Linked DNA regions of Mus musculus: all the other regions are linked to region 4. The links are chromatin contacts, called in public HiChIP or PLAC-seq and promoter capture Hi-C maps. All regions are on one chromosome and are shown on one strand. The core of a region is the stretch at or near the end of the contact, and the rest is flanking DNA. Distances in the headings are between cores, read along the strand shown.

The links. Promoter capture Hi-C pulls out the DNA fragments that hold promoters and counts their contacts. HiChIP or PLAC-seq counts read pairs in DNA pulled down with a chosen protein or histone mark.
Region 1: a promoter capture Hi-C map of pre-B cells shows a contact between it and region 4, with 5 times the contacts expected there. The contact joins the promoter of Pex26 here to the promoter of Phc1 in region 4. A contact is called at or near these places in 18 of 39 promoter capture datasets (the 3T3-L1 cell line, 3T3-L1-derived adipocytes, the C10 cell line and 12 more), 1 of 484 Hi-C or Micro-C datasets (CD4 T cells), 8 of 115 datasets of contacts at active chromatin or transcription factors (astrocytes, embryonic forebrain, embryonic stem cells and 3 more) and 3 of 9 other capture datasets (adipose tissue, embryonic stem cells and liver).
Region 2: a contact with region 4 is called in an HNF4G HiChIP or PLAC-seq map of pancreatic cancer cells. The contact joins the promoter of Tuba8 here to the promoter of Phc1 in region 4. A contact is called at or near these places in 5 of 39 promoter capture datasets (3T3-L1-derived adipocytes, cranial neural crest, embryonic stem cells and 2 more), 6 of 115 datasets of contacts at active chromatin or transcription factors (acute myeloid leukemia, embryonic forebrain, embryonic stem cells and 3 more) and 1 of 9 other capture datasets (embryonic stem cells).
Region 3: a contact with region 4 is called in a promoter capture Hi-C map of pre-B cells, with 3 times the contacts expected there. The contact joins the promoter of Bid here to the promoter of Phc1 in region 4. A contact is called at or near these places in 4 of 39 promoter capture datasets (cranial neural crest, pre-B cells, stem cell-derived epiblast-like cells and 1 more), 1 of 115 datasets of contacts at active chromatin or transcription factors (embryonic stem cells) and 1 of 9 other capture datasets (embryonic stem cells).
Region 5: a contact with region 4 is called in an H3K4me3 HiChIP or PLAC-seq map of stem cell-derived neural progenitor cells, with 5 times the contacts expected there. The contact joins the promoter of Mical3 here to the promoter of Phc1 in region 4. A contact is called at or near these places in 2 of 115 datasets of contacts at active chromatin or transcription factors (embryonic stem cells and stem cell-derived neural progenitor cells).
Region 6: a contact with region 4 is called in a promoter capture Hi-C map of pre-B cells, with 4 times the contacts expected there. The contact joins the promoter of Ccdc77 here to the promoter of Phc1 in region 4. A contact is called at or near these places in 1 of 39 promoter capture datasets (pre-B cells) and 1 of 115 datasets of contacts at active chromatin or transcription factors (embryonic stem cells).
Region 7: a contact with region 4 is called in a promoter capture Hi-C map of pre-B cells, with 5 times the contacts expected there. The contact joins the promoter of Usp18 here to the promoter of Phc1 in region 4. A contact is called at or near these places in 15 of 39 promoter capture datasets (the 3T3-L1 cell line, 3T3-L1-derived adipocytes, the C10 cell line and 10 more), 1 of 484 Hi-C or Micro-C datasets (regulatory T cells) and 1 of 115 datasets of contacts at active chromatin or transcription factors (astrocytes).

The regions. Positions count from the first base shown.
Region 1 is chr6:121,182,213-121,185,324 of GRCm38.p6, forward strand. Pex26 (peroxisomal biogenesis factor 26) reads left to right here and starts at 1,455. Exons shown (of 5, transcript NM_028730.6): 1 at 1,455-2,270. The coding sequence starts at 2,053.
Region 2 is chr6:121,209,058-121,212,394 of GRCm38.p6, forward strand. Tuba8 (tubulin, alpha 8) reads left to right here and starts at 1,677. Exons shown (of 5, transcript NM_017379.2): 1 at 1,677-1,779. The coding sequence starts at 1,777.
Region 3 is chr6:120,915,457-120,918,711 of GRCm38.p6, forward strand. Bid (BH3 interacting domain death agonist) reads right to left here and starts at 1,368. Exons shown (of 6, transcript NM_007544.4): 1 at 1,278-1,368.
Region 4 is chr6:122,337,714-122,340,927 of GRCm38.p6, forward strand. Phc1 (polyhomeotic 1) reads right to left here and starts at 1,944. Exons shown (of 16, transcript NM_001355215.1): 1 at 1,885-1,944; 2 at 759-767. The coding sequence starts at 762.
Region 5 is chr6:121,129,612-121,132,705 of GRCm38.p6, forward strand. It overlaps Mical3 (microtubule associated monooxygenase, calponin and LIM domain containing 3), which reads right to left and starts at 1,411. Exons shown (of 32, transcript NM_001270475.1): 1 at 1,159-1,411.
Region 6 is chr6:120,356,077-120,359,069 of GRCm38.p6, forward strand. Ccdc77 (coiled-coil domain containing 77) reads right to left here and starts at 1,291. Exons shown (of 12, transcript NM_001381936.1): 1 at 1,251-1,291.
Region 7 is chr6:121,244,227-121,247,316 of GRCm38.p6, forward strand. It overlaps Usp18 (ubiquitin specific peptidase 18), which reads left to right and starts at 1,680. Exons shown (of 11, transcript NM_011909.2): 1 at 1,680-1,836.

The sequences.
Region 1 (3,112 bases), core at 205-2,704, 1.2 Mb before region 4:
ATACTTTGCTAAGCTTGCCCTGAGATTTCTAACTCTTATCCAGTAAAATACTGTAAGAAAGTATGCAAGACCCTCCACAATATTGCAGGGACAAATCTGGGGCATTCTAGCTATGGGAATGCCAAGGTTCCAGGAGGCTAAGTTTCCTTGAAACTCTTTGCCTTGTGACTGCTTCCAGGCTTTTAGGCCTGCCAAGCCAGTCACTACTGGAGTGGACATAGCACTGGATCCCCTGGATCTAGAGTTACAGATAGTTGTGAGCTGCTATGTGGGTGTTGGGAATTGAACCCAGGTACTTGGCAAAAACAAATGCTCTTAGCTGCTGAGCCATCTCTCTAGTCCCCAGTGGGGGGGAGAGGGGGAATTAAACAGTATATATATTTTTAAACAAGTGACATCCTGGCCCTTTCACCTTACACAGTCACAGGCTTTAGCAGACTTGACATTTCTGTCTCAGCTGTGTGAGGACCTTCTGCAGAGATTTAAAGACTGCCATGTCCTGTCGGTGTTAGTGATAAAAGAAAGGCATATATGATGTGAGCAGGTCTTAGCCTAGCACCTCGCTGTCTTATCCAGTCACTAAGGAGCAAGGGATTCTAGGAAAACTTGGGAGAGAGTTCAGAAGGTAGAGAACTGGACGAAGTAAAACCATGAAGACTGAGTATAAATGTGGAAGAGATAGGAAATCCTGCCTGAAGCACAGATAATTGGTGATTTATGAGTCTGTGTAAAATTATATAATAGGAAGTCAGGTGTGGTATTGCACTCCTTTAATTCCCGGCACTAGGGAGGCAGAGGCATAGTTCAAGGCCAGCCTGGTCTACAGAGTGAGTTCCAGGAAAGCCAGGGCTACACAGAGAAGCCCTGTGAAACACAAACAATATAAATAAACACATAAAAATACATATTTAAATGTATTTACTTTTTGTATATTATAAAGCATCAGTTCTTACATTGGTTCAGTACTGTTTTGAAGAATTGCATGACATGTGCATGGCTTTGTTTTTATGACATCCTTATTTATATAAACAATGCAGGATCCAGGAGTTTATGTAACTCACTTGTGTGTTGATGGTTCACCTACCTAATACAAAGCACAGATCAGATCTACCTCTGCCCTGACACTCCTTTCAGCCAAAAAAAGTGCTTTCTTTGGTTTGACAATGTTTTTGTGACTTATTTGTCGTGTGACCTATGTCACCTGTAAATAGAGTAATAGTCCTTAACTCATAGAGATGAAGAAATAACAGACAGAAAGCGCCTTTCCATTCTGCCACACTTTATAGCAGCATCGAACCCAGGAAGAGGAAATAGCCAGCTCCATAGTTTTCTTTTTCTTTTTTCCCTAAGCTTCCAGCAGACCCTTCTCAACGGACTCCTTCAGAGGTTAATAATAAAGGTGCAGGTAGCTCCACCTCCTAACTGGAATTTCTTCCGTTCGTCCTCTTCCGGTTAGCGAAGGAAGGATCACATTTCTCAGGACAAAGGCATTTCACTAATGGTTTAGCTTCCTCATCTTTTCCACCCCAAAGCTGGCGACCCAGTGCGTTCTCTCTGGAAGATGGCAGTCTCTGGGCGCGAGAGGTTCCCCGAAGCTTCACAGACCCAAGAGCCCAGGACTACAACTCCCAGAATCCTTCGCTCCAGCGTGCGCGTGCGTCGTAGTGGCTAAGAGGGGTGGAGAGGAGGTGTCCACCGTCGTGGGTTCCCCGTGCAGGTCTTCTGTTGTCGCGCTCTCTACTCTGGGAGTTTCGGTGCTTTTAGCACCGGTCCAGGGACAGGAGGAACTAGTGCTGGGCCTTCGGCAGCACTAGTCTTGAACAGACAGTCTTGAACAGGCCAGTGCCCCAAGGGTTAGGCTGTCAGTGAGCGCAGGCTGTGCCCGGGTCCAGCTCCTTCCTGGTCCTTCCTTAGGAACAGACCTGGAGAGGCGCGGAGGGGAAGAGTGCGAGGCTTGCGGGACATCTACCAGGCCCAGTCCGAATTTCCAGGAAGCTCCCGAGAAGCTGTCCTCCTGACGTGTGAGGAGACCTGGTCGAACCCAGGCTGGCTATGAAGAGCGACGCCTCGACGTCTGCAGCCCCTTTGAAAGGGCTCGTGGGCCCTCTGCGGAGCAGCGAGCCCGCGCTCGCCCTCCCCGCTGTGTCCCCCGCGGTGCACCTGCTGGAAGAGGCGTCCGACCTGTTGGTGGTGCACCTGGACTTCCATGCCGCACTAGAGACTTGCGAACGAGCCTGGCAGAGCCTGGCGGAGGAGCCCGTGAGTGGCACGTACGTGCTGAGCTATGTTCCGTTCTGGATCCTTTTGGGGAGGAACTCGGGTCTCTGAATATCTGGCATTGTGAGACTGCGCCAACCACACACCTTGCTTTCCCTAAGGGATCCTCTTTGAGAGAGGCTGGTTGCTCATCCTGCACCCGTGAGACTGTACAATGAAGTCAAATCATGCAACAATTTGGAGGGACGCCACAGTCAATTCTTGGCTCACCTTTTCAGTGCAGGACAGGGTAGATGTCTTTTAAGTGTTCAGTCGTGAGGAGGTTCAGTAAGCAGGTAGCAGCCTTCTTTGGGAACACACCTCCTATTTAACCTAGCCTTGGCAGGTTATAGAAAATGGGGGGTAGAGCGGGGTGTCAAGGCAAGAAGCACACTGTTCTGGTCCTGTTGCAGGACTGAGTGAATTATCTTTAGATTGCTCTGTCTAATGCATTGGCCTCCTCTGACAGCTGGAGGGCACCATTTCTCTGTGGAGTAAACCTTCCTAAGAGCTGTGTGAGGCCACGCTAATGGCGGGAGTAGTCAGAATAGTTAACTGAAGAAAAGCAAACACTAGAGAGACTTGACTGTGGTTTTAGAGGGATGAAGGTTGCACACCCGAATGTTGAGGGCTTTGCTTATGCCCATTGGATGTAATTTTATAGGGTTTTGTTTTTCGTCTTCATATTGAGACAGGGTTTCTCTGTGTAGCTCTGACCTGCAACTCACTGTGTAGACCTGCCTGGACTCGAACCCAGAGATCCACCTGCCTGTGCCTCTCAAATGCTGGGATTAGAGGCATGTGCCACCACTGCCCGGCTGGACATAGACAATTCTAAAAGACCAGTTAAGCTCCT
Region 2 (3,337 bases), core at 427-2,926, 1.1 Mb before region 4:
TCTCTATTATTATTATTATTATTATTATTATTATTGATACAGGGTTTCTCTGTGCAGCTCTGGCTGTCCTGGAACTCACTCTGTAGACCAGGCTGGCCTCAAACTCACAGAGATCTGCTTGCCTCTGCCTCCAGAGTGGTGGAATTAAAGGTGTCTACCGCCATCTGACTGAGTCTCCAATTTTAAGCTATTACAGTATAAGACTGTGACCTACCTGGGTCCTTCCTCTGTGTGGGCACTGTGATGCTGCTGGCCCAGCACTTTGTCCCCAGAACTCTTCATGTGTGTTACAGCAGTGGAGGCAGTTTATCTGGAGTCCTTGGGGTAGGCAGTTCCAGCTTGGAGGCCGTGTATCAGTGGGAAGTGTTTTCAGTACTTTCTCACATGCAAAGATGATTAAAACATGTATCCTCTCCTCAAGAAACTCATAGACAAATACATGAAAGGTGAGCCAACAGAATAAACTACTACCTAGATAAGTTTTACTCTGCTGCTTCCTGAGCACAGAAGCAAAGGTGTGTCTTCATCTATGTTTGGAAACAGAGCCAACATCTGGCCACAGCAGCTCCACCTACATCTTGAAGAACTCTTAACTTCCCACAGTGACTTGTGTGGTGGGAAGTTGCCAGAGAAAAGAGGGAGGGAAGAAAAGCTGGGTTATATCTCTTAAGTATGAAGTGGCCCTTGATAGGGAATTCCATGTCGCAGTTCAGGTGTAAGAACCATCCAACCCCAACCGACTTGGAGACAAAGGGACTTGTGGAGCCTGTTAGTAATGTGGGCAACTAGAGAGGCTCTTAAGCTGAGCATGGTAGCACACACTTTGGAAGCAGAGGCAGGTGGGTGGAGCTCTGTGAGTTCCAGGCCAGCTTGGTTTACAAAGCAAGTTCCAGGACAGCCAGGGTTACAGGCTAGGTGAGCCCCTATCCTCACCCAACTAGATGGAGGGTGAAGAAATCCTTTGCTCTTCAGTGTCATCTGTGGCCACTAAGAGGAGGTCCTAACAGGGCAGAGGCAGTGAGAACCCTGATGTTCTGGGGTACATGCAAAGTGACACATTTGGGGATTACGTAGGAAAGGCTCTTGTAGGAGTGGGTCAGGAGGAGAGACTTGAGAATCATGGAGATATTCTGAGAGTATTTAAAATAGTGCTGAATCCCTGAATCTACTATGGAGGGCTTGCAGCAGATGCAGATGCAGATGCAGAGGCATACCATCTTCTGACTTCTCCAGTAACCAGGCAGGCAGTGGTGGAAGCAGAAGCGTGGGCTCTGACCACGGGCTGGTCTGATCCTGCAGGCTCTCCTGGACTGAGGTGACCGGCTAACAGATTAGTGTCTTCCCACCACACCAGCCAGTGTTGGCAGCAGGACGACTATGAACATTTGGGGGGAGAAACAAGCATTTGTTTTGGAGTATTTTTCCACTGCTTTCCAGTGGCCTCGGAGTGGATGCGGGGTTTGTATGCACACGTGTGTTGCGGTCACAGGACTGCTTCCTGGACTGCAAGGCTCAGGAGCTCAGTGGCAGCTCCGGGCATGAGAAGCAGCCAGGCTGGACTAGGGAGCCTCTGGTGGGAGGGGAGGTGCCATTGTGACCTACCCAGGTCCCTCCCCTCCGCGGGCACTGTGATGCTGCAGGGCAACTGCTGGCCCAGCATGTCTGTCTCAGGCCCCCTCCCTCGCAGTGTGTCACAACCGCGGAGGCGGCCGTATCTGGAGCAGTTGGGGTGGGCAGGCCCAGCTGGGAGGCGAGCGGGCGAAGAGAGCGGCCACGATGGTGAGACTTCCCCGCCCGGGCTGGCCCCGGACGCGCGCAGGTGCCGGGGAGAGAGCTGCGGGGCCACGGGGTAGCTGTGGGGTGGCTTTGGATCTACTGGGCTCCAAGTCTCCTGGAGGGTCTGTGGGTCAGTTCAGGGTCAAGGGTCTTGTTTCCCAGGGGTGAGAATATTTTGTAGAGAATGTAGAGAGCAGGGGCTATTGGATCCTTAAAGGGACCTAAGACCGATCTGCGCTCGCTAAAGAGAGGAGGGCGAACCTGGAGAGCTCGGTGGAGAGATACGTTAGAATCTGGGGGAGTAGCCACTCGTGGACCAGAGTGAGAAGAAATGGGATGCCGAGGGATTCTGGACAGGTGGTCTGGACCTGGGTGGCCTGGGGGAGTAGTCTCCAAACCTAATCAAAAGTGGCACGTTCCCGGGGTCATTCTCCACCCTCATCACCCGGCCATCGGCTATCGGCTTGGGTTTAGGGCAACTTCAATTCGAGCTGGGTGTTATGGACCCAAGACGTTTCCCAGGTGCCTGTCACCAGTGCTGGCTCCTCGGCCATCGGCTTGGGTTTGGGGCACCCTCAGTTTCAGCTGGGTCCAAACCAGCTTCGCAAGCGCCTGGCGCTGGAGCAGGCTCCTCACCTTTCCCGGCGGTCAAAGTCAAAAAGACTTTGGGACTCAGAAGTTTGGGACCCAGATACCAGGGGACCTAAGCCGTTTCATTTTATTTTCTATTCTGGCTTCCAGGCAGCAACTCTTCTTCATTAGTTGCTGTCTCCACTAGCGGCTGCTACCTTCACAGCCCCTCAGAGCGAGCTTTACAGCATCTCTGCCAAAGCCCCTGGGAAGCTCCCCTGCGGGGGACTAACGTTGGCCTCAATCATTGCTCTCCCGCCCCCCTCCCCCCACGCCAGGAAGCCCTGGTGTGTCCGCAGTGAAGTGGGACAGAAAGGTTAGAGTGGAGAGGGGTGGGCAGAATAAGAGTATCTCACAGGCCAAGGTCAGGTTCTCTGAGCCACTTGCTCTGGTGTCAGTGACAGAACAGCCAGGCCAGAACCTTCCTTCTCTCCTCCCCACCTCTTTTCTCCCTCCCCCATCCCCTCCGCCCTCCTTTTCCCCTCCTCCTGCCACCCCTCCTCCTCCCCTCTGGCTGTTCATTTGGGAGATTGCCCAAGACTTTCTGGCGCTGGCTCTCCTGTCAGCCCTACCTCTAAGCCTATCCTATCACTCGCCAAGCATGCTTCCAGACACACCTGGGATCTTGAAGAATTTGACAACGCAGGAGAGAGTGACCAGAGGAAACCACTTGTGCTCAGGTCCTAGGTGTGGGACCGTAGGAGGAGTTCAGATTCGGGCACTTGGCAATGTGGCTAGCACTTCGGGAAGGTCATCAAACTTCTCTTGGCTGGCTTTTCACATCTACAAAACGAGGGGGGGGGCTTACTTCAAACTTCCAAGGCTCTACATAGATTTTATTATTTTTAGGCTTTTTGTTATAGAGTGATATAAATATGTATTTAAATATATAGGAATTATATACATACACACATATATGAAGAGTGAATGA
Region 3 (3,255 bases), core at 118-2,617, 1.4 Mb before region 4:
ACACAATCGCCACCCTGCTTCCCCACCACCACCCAGCCGAGTCCTTCTTAGAGCTCAGCCCACTCAAGTATTAAAGCCTCTGAACTCAGCCCCAGCACTGGATCAGGCTCCCCCCCCCCCCATGGAAACACTCAGAGCTGACTGCCAGGGTAGTGCCTGGGACCAAGTCCCAGGGGATGGGGCAGGGCTGCAAAGTCTCCTGGTTGGGTAGAGCTGGAATGTGGAAAGTCCACATCCTTCTTGTGGTTTCTCCCAGCTCCATTCCACAGCTAGCTTATCCTAGACCCGGCTTCAAGGTAGTCTTCCAGTAAGGGCAATCCTGGCCATGGCACCAGGCAGTAGCCTGGGAAAGTAGGGGAGCCCTGCCTGGGTCCTCAGGATGCTCTTGACTCAGAACTATGTGGCTTATCAGATGAAGGTCAAGCCCAGCCTAGAAGTCCCATACTCAACACCACCTGGTCCTTTACAGAGCTCTTCATTCCAGCCTCTCACCACCCACAAAGTTCTACCCTGATCCGTCCCTGGTCCACACTTATTTGTTGAGTATGTAAATGAATGTACGAAAGAATGAATGAACGAATGTGTGAATCCTTGTGGGCCCAGGCCACTTGGTGGCTGAAGACTGTGGGTTTCTTCTAGAATCCTATAGGGTTATTCAGCCAACCATTCAACAAACTTTTTAAAAACATCAGCAACCAGTCTGTGCACATTTTCAAACCATTTTGGGTACTGGAGATGCGGAGGGGTCAGCCACTTCCTCACAGTTCAGGCGTGAGTGTGAGCTGTGCACACAGTAGTGCCCACGGGTGTAGGAAAGGTGCCCCTCGCTGCAGTCTTCCAAGGTCTGTGTTCCCTGGGTTGGGGTTCCAGGGCTTTTGCAGGGCCCATTTGTGGGCTGTAGCCGTTCCTTGTTGATTTTTGTGGGTGGCCATAGCGGAGCGCAGCGAGACCTCAGGCCCGCCTTTCCAGCTCTGCGCGCACCTGCCGAGTGGCGCGCGACCGCGGGGACCCCGGGTCCACCAGGAGGCCTGCCCGAAGCGGACCAGGACCGAGCGCTGAGGGGGACCGCGAGTGGCGCACGCCCCAGGCCTTCGAGTGAGTGCCTTCCCCTCAGCTCCGCGGTGGCACCCTGTGGCCGGCGCCCTCACCCCGCCTCCATCAAGGCGCAAGAGCCCCGCCATCACGAAGGATCGATAGCATACGAAACTGAGCTCCGTGCCGACCCCGTCCTCCCAGAGGGGAACTGTGGGGGCGCCCAGTAGGGTGGGCATACTCACCACGCAGACGCCGCTGCGCCGGTACCGGGCGGCGAACGGGCTAAGGCAAAGGTTTGCGGAGCCACACTCGGCCCGGCGCTCTACTCCACCTACCTTTCCTCGTGCTCGCCCGGGAGCCCCGCCCCTGTGATAGCCCCGCCCTCCGGATGCTCCGCCCTCCGACTGGCCACACTTTGCGGAAACCCAAGGGTCCTACCGGCTCGCTACGGGGGACAGGAAGGAAGGTACACCCGGAACCTGCGCTCCCCAGAGTCCCCAAAGCCTGGGCGACCTGCCCTCGTGAGGATGGGGTGTCATACTTGATCCCGACCTCTCCGCATTGTCTTGATGTATTACATAGCAGGGTTGGCACACTCAAGACTAGTGACCCTGTCAGAATCGGCCCTATCAGAGATGCTGGGAGGTCCCTATTGTTTCTCCTGCGCAGCTGCTTGCAGAATTTTTAAACTCTTGTGGGGAAGGCAGGGATGGGGGTTGCGGGGTTCTCGGTCATGGAATGAATCAGCAAGGATGAATGTGGAAAGAACCAGGAGGCTAGCAGATAATCTCAAACTGCTAGCTAGTTCCCCTGTCCAGAGAAGTCCCAATGCTATATACTTAAGTGCCAGCCAGTACCCCCAAAGGACACGTGACAGTGACAAAAGTGAAAGAGAAACAAGAAAGTGAATTCTGGAAGTATGAGGAAGTAAATAGAACCATGGAAATTGCTGTTCCTGAGCAGAGAAACTGGATCTGAGAAGACAAAAAAAAAAAAAAAAAAAAAAAAAAATCACATGGTTGGTGTGTGTTTGTGTGTGTATGTGTGTATTTAAGCCAGAGGTCAGTGTTTTCCTTCATCACTCTCCACCTTTCCACCTTTTTTTTTTTTCTTTTGAGATGGTGTGGGGTGAGGGGAGTGGACCAGCTTCCCAGCTCCACGCGTGATTTCCCTAGGCTGACTGCCAGGTGAGCTCCAGGAAGCTTCCACTGTGCACCAATAACAATGGAATTGTAGATACACACAGCACTCTATTTTTTACATGGGTGCTAGGGATCCAAAGTCCAGTTCTTACGCATATGAAGTACTTTACAAACCGAGCCATCTCCAGGGTTTCTTTTTCCTCTTTATATTTTCCAATTCTTCTTAAAGGAAGATGGCTCTAATTTTACGATCAATAAAAGTTACACTTGAAGCCGGGCGTGGTGTCGCACGCCTTTAATCCCGGCACTTGGGAGGCCTCTGTTCGAGGCCAGCCTGGTCTACAAAGTGAGTTCCAGGACAGCCAGGGCTATACAGAGAAACCCTGTCTGTCGAAAAACCAACCCCACCCCACCCCCCACTCCCCCACCCCCCCACCCCCCGCCAAAAAAAAAGTTACACTTGAAATCACATAGTGGAAGAGCTTGGTGATGAACAGCGGGGGCAGGGTTGGAGAGATGGCTCACTGGTTAAAAGCACTTCTCACTCTTACAGAGCATCCATCTGGGTTCAGTACTTAGCACCCATATGGTGGCTGACAATCATCTGTTATTCTAATTCCAAGGGACTGACCCCCCTTCTGGCCTCTATGAGGACCAGGCACACATGTGGTGCACATATATGCAGGCAACACACACACACACACACACACACACACACAGAGTTTTTAAATTTAAAACATGCAAGCTGAATTATCTAGATTTCAAAGTGGAAAATAATGAGAAAAAAGTTTTGTTTTTGTCTTGTTTTTTTTTTTTTAGACAGGCTCTCACTATGTAGCCCTGACTGGCCTGGAACTAGCTATGCAAACCAGGCTGGCCTAGAACTCACAGAGCTCCTCCTGCTTTTGCCTCTGGGATTAAAGGCGTGCATGATCATGACCTGAACACGTAATATTTTTAACTGGGATTCTCTCCGAGGTGCTTGGCAATCAATGCAAATGAAAAAGGGAAACTGATTTCACAACTTCATAAAGATGGAACATACCAATTTTCACTTTAATTATTCATTTATGTATAT
Region 4 (3,214 bases), core at 694-3,193:
GACACAGAGCTAGACTACTGCCCAAATATCCAAAGTAGCTGACTGGCTGCTCGCCAAGCTCCTAATTAAAGCCTCGGGGCTGTTACTTCTCCTTATATAACTCCAGTGTCCCTATTAGCAAATAAGGCAACAAAGTGAACAGGTTACATACTCCCAAGTAAGTAGCATTCTAACTGAGACGAGTAAAATTCAACTTTACTAAAGTGTAAGAATTTACCCTCTGGCAGCTACATTAAAACCAGCAAAAAATAAATTAAAAGAAAAATACATATCAAAAAAAGGAAAAGAAACAAGAGAAGCAAGCAGAAACACTCTTCTAAAGCGGCTGAAAATGACATCATTTTACTCCTTAGTTTTCATTCTTTCGTTAAACTTACACTGTGTATTCTTTATTTTTGATACACTGAGGTACTAGAACTATCAGGTCTCCCAAGTACTATTTGGCTTGGGAATATAAAAGTCCGACCATAATTTCTGCTAGGGGCTATCTCTAGTTTCATTAGATGAATGGATTTATCTCAGGAATTAATCCCAAACAAGTAAACAAAAGTCAAAAGTCTCAACCTTGGCCCCTGAAGTGGAGTTTTCTCTGGATTCTCTTCCCAGCATCTCTACATCACTTAACTCTGGGACCGAACAAATGCCACTCCACACACGGATAAAATGAAAGAGGTACAGAGAGGGTATTCTATCAACTTCAGTCTACCTTTCTCCCCACATCTTTTGCCAAAATATCAAAGCACTAAACAGATACAGACCCATGAATCCTCAATATCAGCATGTGAAGGAAAAAAAGTGGGTAAGGATTAGAGGCAGCATGGCACAGTTGTACAGATTACTGGAGTTATCTCACTGCACTCAGAGACGTAAGACCCTGTTACTTGCAATAGAGCCTTATATAAAACACGTTCATCAATTCGATGACCCCCTCATTTCCCCCAGATAATGAAACAGAGAGGGCCAATTTTAAAGTCTTTTCACCAGGGAAACTGCCATCAAAAACCTCGCAGGCACACAAATCTATCTTAAAATCCTCATTTTTCAATGAATGTTGTGAGTTCCAGATTCAGTATAGAAAGTGAAGAGAGCACACCGTTTAGGTGGCAAACTCAATCAAAAATTAAAACTAAGAGTCAAAGGCCACCCTAAACGTTCCCACCTTTTGGGTGTGGGTGTGTTTAAGGACTCAACTGGGGAAGACGCACACCGATGGGAAGGAACTAGAAATTAATATTGAGGTAGACATACTACTGGGCCTATTGGGTCAGGTGTTGGAAGAAGTCAATACCCTTGAGTATAAAACTCTGTTGCAGTAAGAATGGAGTGAGAAGCAAGGGTTGAGGGGCGCCTCGGAAAGACTCCCAGGGGTTCTTGTTCTTCACAGAAGCGTGATTAAAAAAAAAAAAATGCATTTCCAAAGAGAAATCAAACACACCAGGAGAAAGGGGTGGATACAGTGCTGTGCCCGAAGCGAGCGGACTTGGTAAGCAGGGAAATGTATATTCTAATAGTAGGGAGCCAAGCAGGGGAGGCACAGAAGTCGAGGAACTGGGAGATCGGGGAGCCCGGCGGAGCGCGAGAAGCAGGGAGATAACCAGACAGCATGCTCGGATGGAAGGACCAAAGTCGGGGAAGGGAGAAATGAATGAGAAGCGGTCAGAGGCAACGAGGTGACGGACAGACAGCACCGAGCACAGCGAGCGCAAAGCACGAAGACCGGGACGCGCAGCACCCAAGCACCGCAAAGCGCAGCAGAGCGGGAGGCAGGAGCGCGGCTGGGGGAGGTACCTGGGCGTTGCACACGCCGAGGTGGCTGAGGAAACATCCCCGCGCCGCCGAGACCCCGGGATGCGGCCCCTCCCCGGCCCGCGGCCGCCCGGTTACCTTCGCGCCCGGCTCCGCACCCGAGTCCTCGCGGGGGGCGTCCACCTCAGGGGCGGGGGAGGGGGGGGGGGTCGCTCGGCCTCGGCGGCGGCGCGCCGCCTCCTCCCCTTCCTGGAGGGGCGGGGGCCCAGGCGCGGTGGGAGGTGCCCGGCGCGGCCGCCGCTCCCCGCCCCTCCCGCCGTCCGGGTGCTGGCCGCGCCGCGGCTCCGCCAGGCCGGGGGCTCGCGCGGGCCTGTCACTTCCTGCCCCGCCGCGAGGGTGGGGGGCCGAGGCCGGGGGGCCGCGGGCCGGCGGGGAGGGGGCTGCGGGGAGGTGCTTCCGGGGCAGCCGACCCCTCCTCCGGCCCGCCCCCTCCCCGCGCCCGCCCTCGCGCGCGTCCCTCGCTTCCTGTCGGCGCCCGTTGCCATGGCGACGCTGCTCCCCGGCCTCCGCGCTCTAGGCCCGAGTGGGGTTTTTTTTGTTTGTTTTTCTTTTTCTTTTCTCCCCCTGGCTCTGGCTCTCTTTCTCCTCCTTTCTTCCCCCCTTCTCTCTCTTCGAATTCCGCTCGCCGTCTGAAAGCAGACGTCTAAGAAAGCGCTGGCCTCTAGAGGGGGACTCACCTCGGAGAAGAGAGGGAGATGGGGAGAGGGGAGGGAAGTGACGTGAAAGGGGGGGAAAAAAAGAAGGTATTTTCTGCAGCTTCTGGGAATAGGGGCTCGAAAGAAAGGATCAAAGGGACCAGCAGGCACAGAGGGAGGAAGCGGAGCAAAGACCCTTGAGAAACGACGGCCTGTGAAAGGAAATAGAGCAAAGGGAAGGGAAGAGGAGAAAAGAAAAACTTTGAGATAGAGGGAACGGCGAGAGAATGCTGAGTGTTTAATCCCTCGCCCCAACTCCAAGAAGGCGGGAAACAACGCCGCACAGAAACTGAACCCGTTAGAAGCAGCAGTTCATTAAAAAGCAGGAACCTGAAGCAACTTGCTTTGAATAATACTTAAGTCTGTGACGTCAGGGTTGATTGTGTGCTTCGGAATCTCTTTAAGTCACACGCACACGTGAAAGAATCACAACGCCCAAAACAATGGAAAAGGCGGGGTGTAAAGAGATGAACAATGGTGCTGCCTTTGGGAAGGCTGAGCATATGGTGGGGGAGGCCCGTTTTATTTGCAACACAAATTTAACAGGATTTAATTATTCTCAGTCTCTCAGAGCTCTTAGAACACCTACTGTGTGCTGGCCACTCTTGGAAGCTTTTTTTTTTTTTAAACCAGAGCATTGTTAGCAAAGACAGCTGCTCTCCTTAACCTTTTACCTGCCGTAGGGTGTTACCTTGTGATAATAGCTGGGATTT
Region 5 (3,094 bases), core at 161-2,660, 1.2 Mb before region 4:
GAGGTCCAGCCTCGGCTCCTGCATGCTTTCTTCCACACAGCGGCTAGTCGCGCATCACAAAAACAATATACCCCGCCCTCCAGCAGCAGCGTACGGAGTTCACCTGTATACGTCATCCTGATTAGAATGGTGGCGGGCAACCTCGGTGCTTTAGAATCACTTGGGAAGACCCCAGTAGCTAGGGCGGACTACTGCAGGGGCCAGCAGTGCAGCCGTCCCTTTATCGCTCATTCCATCTAGGTCTCTCCCCCTTTTCTCCTGTCTTTCCAACGCGATACATTCTAAACACTTCGTCCTAGTGCCATGGCTAGGCAAGAATAGATTGGGGGTGGGAGGTGGGAGAGGAGGGGTTGACGGGGGTGGGGGTGGGGGGGGGAGAGGACCTGACGAATATACAGAAAGTACTTTGCCCTGGAAACATGCTCCCTCGGTTCTGAAACAAACGCAGTGCTCCGAAAGTCTCTTTTCGCCCTTCCATTGACTTCCAGAGGGGAACCAACATAACCATCCCTTTGTTAACGCTCGACAGAGGCTGACTTGCGCCGAGTCCTCCGCAGCCAGGGGCACGTGCATGCCTGTGCTTGTGGGGATGGCATCTCTGGCCTGTTTACCCGGTTGTGGAGGCGAGCGCCGGCGCCCTCTACTGGACCGAAATGAATGTCCCTCCGAGTGTAACAATTGTCGCCTGTGGATGAGCTAATGGATTCACATTGAGCTTGCAGGAAGGACACGGTGTCGTGAGGATCCCCGGGCAGTCCTCCGACTGGCATACCACTGGCTTGCCTAGGGATGTTATTTCTTTGGTGGGGGTTGTGGGGGGGTGTTAAAGAATAAAGAAAATTGGACGGTATTGGCTAAGAAACTGAGCGCTGTGTTTCTCAGTCTTTGGGGCGTGTGCTTATGGTGCACGGTATCCGCTGATGGGGCGTTGTGCGGTAAAGGAGACAAGGATACCCGGGTGTAGCTCCCACTGCTTAAGAGAGCCATGCGTTTAAAGGCAGACAGAATTGTTCCAAGAATCCCACATATGTCAGAAAGGCAAAGCAAGGCATAAACAATTGAAAGATGTGATAAATATTTTTAAAGGCGTCAATCAAGACACAGAACCTTTTTCTTTAAGGGGTTTGCTCACCCAAGGGGAGATTTGGTGGTACTTACGGACTTGGGGCTTCACACCCGCATCTTCCTCGCCGGTGAGAGCTTGCCTCCCCAGATTGGCTGGTCCTCAGGACACAGGTGCTGCTGTTGTGGCTGCATGCATCCTGAGTGTGGTGACTCCACCTTCCAGCTAGAATCCCATCAAAGGTTCTCACTCAGAAGCCCCGAGGCACACTTCTTTCATCGGAGCAGCGAAGAAGGAACGAAGAACCCGGGGTCTGCCTCTGTCTGTCCTCCCTCACCGCTGCATCTCAGCTAGGGCTGCAGAAAGTGCCGTAGCAGAGCTGTCTAGGGCTCCTCGCGGTTGCCACGGTAACCAGGAGCAGGCGCCTACCCTGGTGGCTGGGGAAGGCTGTGGAGGAAAGGTAACGGATAAGCGATGATGCGTTGGCCTCTCTCCTGGGCATCGGTTGAGCCTCAAGTGACCCAAATGAAATGAAGTTCCAGCACAGATAAATCGTTCTTTCGACTCAAACCTAAATCCAAACCCGAACTACCCCTGCTATCCTTTTTCTCCTCTTTTCCCTCCCCAGTCAACACACACAGGAACATCATAAGGATTAGAAATTCCAGCACTATCCCAGGCGCCCTGCCCCAGAGGATCCCGCTGCACACAGAACAGAATGTTTGCTAGGCTTGCTCTTGAAAACAGAACTCCCAGCGGGTGCCAGCCGCGGGCGAGCTCCGGGGAGCTAGAGAAGGGACCAAGCAAAGGATGCTAATGGGAGGGTCATTTAACCTCTTTGAGCCCTAGGATCAAAGATACAAAGTTGTCTTAGAAAATGCTTATCAAATTAAGTTGTTCTTGTTACAATGTTAATTTTGATCGTGAACGCAGGCTTTGATCCCCAAAGACTCAATCCAAAGGCCATAATCCTAAGTGATAAAATATCTCTAAATTCTAAACCCTGAAAGATTAACACCTTAACAATATAATTATTCTGGAAAACAATTTTATTTCTTTTTATTCTTTCCTTTTTAAAAGGCAAGAGTCTCATTAAATATGGAAGGCTGGCTTTGAACTGTATATTAATAGTTAAGGGTGACTTTGAACTCCTGACCCTCAAACAAACAAAAACAACACTAAAATACTAGAGAGAAAAATTTTTTCAGTGAAGAACTGGGGAAGCAACTCAGGACATGGGGTTCTTATTCACTATGTAAGAGTTCTGTATCCAACAATGAGGGAAACAGAAAAGCAAAAACAAAAAGTTAAAAAGAAATTGGACAAAAAAAAAAGTGTACTTCAAGAACAGATTAAGCCAGATGTAATGGTGCACACCTTTAATCCCAGCACTTGGGAGACAGAAGCAGGTGTATCTCTGTGAGTTTGAGGCCAGCCTGGTCTACAGAGTGAGTTCTATGACAGTTGGAGCTTAATAGTGAGACACTGTCTCCAAACGAAACAAAATAAAAGGAAACAGAAGGTTAAAGGACTGAAGCAAAGGCTCAGTGGTTAAGAGCATTGACTGCTCTTCCAAAAATCTAGGCTTGATCCCTAGCACCTACACGGTAGTTAACCACCATCTGTAACGCCAGCTCCAGGGGTTCCAATACCCTCTTCTAGACGTCATGGACAATGGCATGTACCTAGTGCACAGATATGCATGCAGGAGAAACACTCATATATACATACACACATGAGAGAGAGAGAGAGAGAGAGAGAGAGAGAGAGAGAGATTCAAGGGGGCAATGAGGACTCAGCAAAGAAAGGTACTTACTGCTCAGACTGACAACCTGATTTTGGTTTCTAGAACCCACATGGTAGGAGAGAATGGAACCCCAAGTTCCATTAGGAGGTCAGAGTACTCCTAATACTCCCCCACAAAATAAATAAAATTAATGAATTAAACATAGATCAAAAGCGGTAGTCCACAAAAGCTGGCTAACTTCCATGATCATTAACTATAAGATCCTGCATCGTGGTGATGCTTAG
Region 6 (2,993 bases), core at 41-2,540, 2.0 Mb before region 4:
TTTATCTCTTTCCCCAGATATACCCTGTTTTTATAAAATGTTTTTTTTGTTTGTTTTTTTGGACAGGATCTCACTACGGCTGGCTTGGAACTATGTAAACCAGGCTGGTCTAAAACTTACAGAGATTGCCTGCCTCTGGCTCCCGAGCACTGGGATTAAAAGCTTATACACCACGCCAGAGGCACATAATGTTCTTGGTTCTATGCCTTTGCTCATGAGCTTCCTGGCAGTTCAATTATAACTCCTTCCACAACTCTAGTAAATTCACTTAATCAAGTGTATTCTGCATGTAAAATTCATCTTAAATACTATTTCTTCCATCTCTTTCTTGAGTTTTTCCATTCAAGACGATCTAGAAAGCCAATTGTAGTGGCATCTGTCATTAAAAGCTAGCACTGGGAAGATCACCCAACATTGAGGGCAGCCTAGGGTACAGAGTTGAATTCCAGGCAAGCCCGGAACAGAGCAAGGTCTTGTCTCAAATAAACAACAGAAAAACCATAAACTGATTGTGTACTTGTACTCCCAACACTCAGAAGACCGAGACAAGAGTATAATGCCAAGAGTTTGAGACCAGTCTGGTACATATAGTGAACTGCAAGCCCACGTGGGCTGCAGAGTAAGATTCCCGAATCAAAAAACAAAAACGAATAATTAAAAAAATTTAAAAGCTTTTTTTCCCCCCTCACTGATAAATGCCTGTATTTGCAGTTTTACTATGATAACCTATCTTCCAGGCAGACAGAAGCCATCTTAATCCTACCTTGCAAGGCAGGAATGCCTCTATTTATATAAAAGGTGATGGGTTTCTGTTTTGTAGGTGTAAGAGATCGAATTGAGGGCACAGGCGTGCTAAGCAAACACTCTACATATTGGCCACAACCCCGTCCCTAAAAAGTCGTATTTACCCGCATAACCACTTTCTGAAGTATTTTTATTATCCCTTATTTTTCAAACGAGGAAATCGAAGCTTAAGCAAGTGGGAGGAAGACGGAGACGGAACTCCGTCCATCTCAGGACGTCTGGATCCTGTTCTCTGGCAAGTTCATACAGTTCTTGAGCAGATCTTTGCTCAGTCATTCTTAAAGCTCTCCGCGTCCCGGAAACTTCTCTTTTTACAGACAATCTTTCCTTGACTGGCCCTAGGTTTAGTCTCCTGTAGCTCCCTTCCGCACTGATTACTAAGGCTTTTATCCCACCATATTTACTCCCCAAAAAACTTTCACCCTTTCCCTGAAATCCACACTCACCAAGTGCTAACCCCTGGCGTCCAACAACGCAACCGAAAAACAACTCAAATCAGCGAGCATCTACAAAATCCTACCAATCGCTCACGAGCTCAGGCGGCCTTTTAGGTTGCACACCAATAGGACGGTTGTTCACCCAGCAGTACTTCCCATCTTGCCTTGCGCCTCACCGGCAGAGGTTCCTGGGAAGTGTAGTTTCTCTTCTGCACACAGCATTGCGCAAAGACAGAATGCGTGTGGAGGGGGGAGGTAAGTATCCCTTGGCTGTTAGAACTCGTTTTGACAACTCAGTCTAAACTCACTTAACTATTTTCCTTTAATGAAACCTGTTGCATAAATGACATACATAATCACGAGAACTCCTCGGAGAGTTTAGTACACATTATCATTTGTTTCGAGTGAGCCTTTAGTTTGTTTCAAGTGAGCCTAAGAAACGTTCTACAAATCCTACGGAGTTGTAAAAGCCTGTAATCCCAATTCCTGAGAAGGGACATAAAAAGGATCAGGAGTTTGAGGGGAGGGGAGGGGAGGGGAGGGGAGGGGAGGGGAGGGGAGGGGAGGGGAGGGGAGGAGAGGAGAGGAGAGGAGAGGAGGAGACAGAGTTTTCTATGCCTTAGCTTAGATGTAATTAAAGAGGGATGGTTGTGAGCCACCATATGGGTGTGAGGAACCAAACCAGGACTCACTATGTATCCAGTTTAGCTTGGATCTTGCTGTGTAGAAGCCTCAGAGATCCTCCTGCATCTACCCTCAAATTCTGGGACTCAGGCATAAGCCCAGTGTATGGGAGGCAGGGGCAGCCAGCTGGGTCTACACAGCAAGTTCTAGGGCAGAACTACACCCTTAAACAAACAACAAACAAAACAAACACACAGAGAGGTATTATAGCTCATCACCTCTGACTCCAAACACATTTTAATGGCTCTTTGCTTGTTTGCTCAGTCATTGGATTCACCCTGCGACTGAACTAAGGCTTCAGGAATCATGGTCCTGCCGGGCGTGGTGGCACATGCCTTTAATCCCAGCACTCGGGAGGCAGAGGCAGGCCTCAGATTTCTGAGTTCGAGGCCAGCCTGGTCTACAAAGTGAGTTCCAGGATAGCCAGGGCTATACAGAGAAACCCTGTCTCAACAAAACAAAACAAAACAAAACAAAACAAAACAAAACAAAACCAAAAAAGGAATCATGGTTACTTAATGGTAAACAAGTATTCTACCACTGAACTATACTTCTCACCCAAGCCTGACTCCAAGAATTTCCCAGGGACTAACCAAAATAGAATAACAAAGAAGGAAAAACTATAAACTTTCTCTTTATCCTTTCCTATGACATGAATAGGAAAACCAATGATATTTGAAATATCATATTGAAAAAATTGTGTACACTTATCAGTGAGCCACTGAAGTTGACATAGGCATAAAAGCTTCAATTTTCAAGCTTTCCAAATTTTAAAGTAATGCTACTATGCATTGCAGAATTGATCCTTTCTTGTGTAACTTCCTTTTATATATCCTCTTTTGTTGCTGAGACAGGGTTCCCCAACTAGTGTTGGGTTTAGAGGCATGAGCCACCACCCTCAGCTCTTCATATATCCTCCTGATGTTTAAATGAGACTGACTAGACATAACATTTGAATATGTAATCCCTTGACTGGAGACAAGTCCCAGTCTTTTGACCTCCTATTGTGGGCAGTAGGCACATACATACCTGCAGACAAAACACTCATGAAGTAAATCTAAAATTTTA
Region 7 (3,090 bases), core at 430-2,929, 1.1 Mb before region 4:
GGCACTGCTGGAATCTACTTCAGGAATGCTTACCAGCTCAGTCTACCACCTGGTTAGAGCCCTGAACTTTTCTGAAAGGCAAGGAGAGACCAGGGGTAAGAGCATGGAGAGTCCTACTAGGAGTTATAATGGGTTCTTGCATCATCTAGGTATCTCCTGTCCATGATTGACACTAGTCCACTCCGTACTGGTACAAATGCCAATCACTTGCTTCACTGAACAAGCAGGGTTGGGAAAAAAAAGTTGCTTGGCTATAAGGAGCTGTTTGCTAATCACCACTGGGAACAAATACAGTTTGTTCCCTAGAACTCTACAGGTACGATATATTGATCAAACTATCACATTTTATAACATCCTCTTTTCATCCTCCCCCCCCCCCCCACCAGTTTTTGATGTTCCTGTTTTTGGATACAACCAAACAGATAGAAGAAGAAGAAGAAGGAGAAGAAGAAGAAGAAGAAGAAGAAGAAGAAGAAGAGGAAGAAGCTGGTCACATAATTGATTGATTTGCAAATGTATTGGAGACTTAATGTATTTGTCCATGATATGTGCAGATGCCACATTGTCTACCTCAACCACTGATCAAGAGACTTTGTTTTACCCTGAGGGCCATACCCCACTTTCTATTTCCAAACATGGACATCTTGGTTTATTTTCAACAGCTGTGTATAACTCATGCTTCACACACACACACACACACACACACACACACACACACACACACACACACACACACACACTATAGGCAGGCAGACATATTTGTATATCTTACGTTGAACTACAATAGCAAAACAGAATATAGACTCTTCCAGATTTCATAAAGTCCTGGTAGCTTTCGATTAGGGGTATGTATCTCTCTGTCATCTTTGTCCAGTGCTGGGGGTAGGGAGTGGAGGACCCCTCTCAGAACAAGCGCATGGGGAAACCTCATTCTGACTAGCCCAGCAGCTAACAGATCCCCCTCTCCCTCAACTTATAGCCTCATATACAAGATACATCTGTAAAGAGCTAGCAAGCATTTCATGTATGTACATCCCAGAGCCTCCAAACCCGGCTCGGCTTAGACTGTATTTGTTCCTCGCAGAGCTGTACCTTCATGGCCACCTCGTGTGCTAACTGCAATGGTCTGCTATTTTCCACAAATGGTGGGACTGGTCAGAGGTCCCGTTAGAATGTTGCTTTCAGCACTTAGCCATTTGTCGTCCTGAGTTAGTCATAACCTCTTTGATAAAATAAAAACATTTTATCCTATAGAATTGGGGTTAAACGTAGAGGCACAAAAGAACATTGTGCAGATAAACTTATCTTCAGTGTTTAAGGATAAGCCTGGCAATTAACAGAGATGAAGTAAATGTTATCGCTGTCTCCTTACCCCCTGGGGACAGCCTCAGCAAGGGAGTTATCTGCTGCTGGCTTTCAGAGCAGAAGGTACAGCAACTGGGAGTATTTCCAATCTTAACATTGCAGATGAAAAAAGAGAGCGTATCCAGGAGTTACCGGGCCAGGTCCGGCTTGTCGTGTCCTGGTGTAGGCGACTGGACTGCGGGTTCTGTAGGGGCGCGTACAACCGCTCCGCCCGCCCGCCCGGTGCCTGAGTTTCGCTTTCCTTTGGATCTAGGGGAAAACGAAAGCTTGGCGGTGAGGGGGGCGTGGCCAGGCGTGCAGAAGGCTTGGCCGGCAGTGCCAGGGCGGCTGTGCCTAGGGGACAGCAGACACTCCTGAGCTGAGAGGCTGGGAGGCAGCAAGACTGCTCTGCTCCGCGGTGCCGCGTCCTCTTCTGTAGCCCTTTGCAGATGCTGCTCGGTCTTCGCTCTTTGGCTTGACTCCGTGCTTGAGGCAAGTTTGGGGCTAACTTTGAAAGTGTCCTTTATCCGCCAGAACTTTGCTTATACATCTCCAGATGATTAGGAATTTCCTTGGGTTCTGCAAATAGTGGCGGTCTGTATTCTTGGCATGTATATACTGGGCCAATGGATTTGCTTCCCAAGCATTTATATTATTCAGACTGTAGTCGTGATTTATGTTTAATTTAAAAAAGTAATTACCAAAGTGGCTTGTTAAAAATTCAAACAATGCAGACAGATGTGTAGAGTTGTTTCTCTTAATTTGCAACTCAGTATCATTTTTATGTATACTTTATCAGAAACATTTCTAATGGATATCTTTAACATTGCTCTGTGTCTTGCTTCTTGTTCTGTGCCTTTCTAGACCAGTATTTTAACTGATGCGTTGTATGAGAAGTGCGGATTTAGTTAAATAATTCATGGACATTTAGGTTCGGTCCTGTTTTTCCTGGGATAGACGTTTTATCAACAAATATCATTTTTATGCTCTTGTGCAAATACTCAGTCACACGTTAGGAGAAACTCCTAAAATAGAAACCAGCGGACTGAGAAACCGGAGAGATTTTTGTCCAGTATCATAAGTCAGGGTGCTTTAGACCTGTTCCCTGGCCTGTTTTTCCATCTTCTGTAAAGAAAGCTAAATATACCTTTAAGAAAAAACAACAACAAAAACCAAACAAACAAAAAAACACAACCTCCCCCAACTCCCCTGGAAGTCCAAGTTTGTGGTGTTTCAAAATTACAACTTAACTTCATACTTAATATCTTTAGAATTAACTCAAAAAGTGAGGCAAATATTTCAGAACATTTTTAGAATGTTTCCTGTGAAGTGTCCTTTGTGTGTTTGAATACCGTCACCTCCTTTGTTCATAAGAACTAACTGGGCAGAAAGTGGCGTAGCAGATGAGGTGTATGCTCCCTTCTGACTCACTACGCACTAGCAGAAGACTTTAAAAAGAGAGAGAGCTTTTTGCTTGCTCTCTCTCTCTCTTTTTCTTCTTCTTTTTTCACTCTGGAAAACCGTGCTTCATGGTCTTGGCACTTTTACGCAACATGATGTTTATAAGGAAGAAAATCACGTTGTCTCCCAATTGAGTGTATCATGTGACTGGGCTGTGGCCAGAGCCCCAATGGGCACATGAAAGGTGTATCAGCATCTCCAGGCTGAGGGCATGTCTAAGGACAGGCTAATGCATATCATCCCACACCGGCCAGAGGAGCCCCAAGTAGTGTGTTAGTCTGGGTT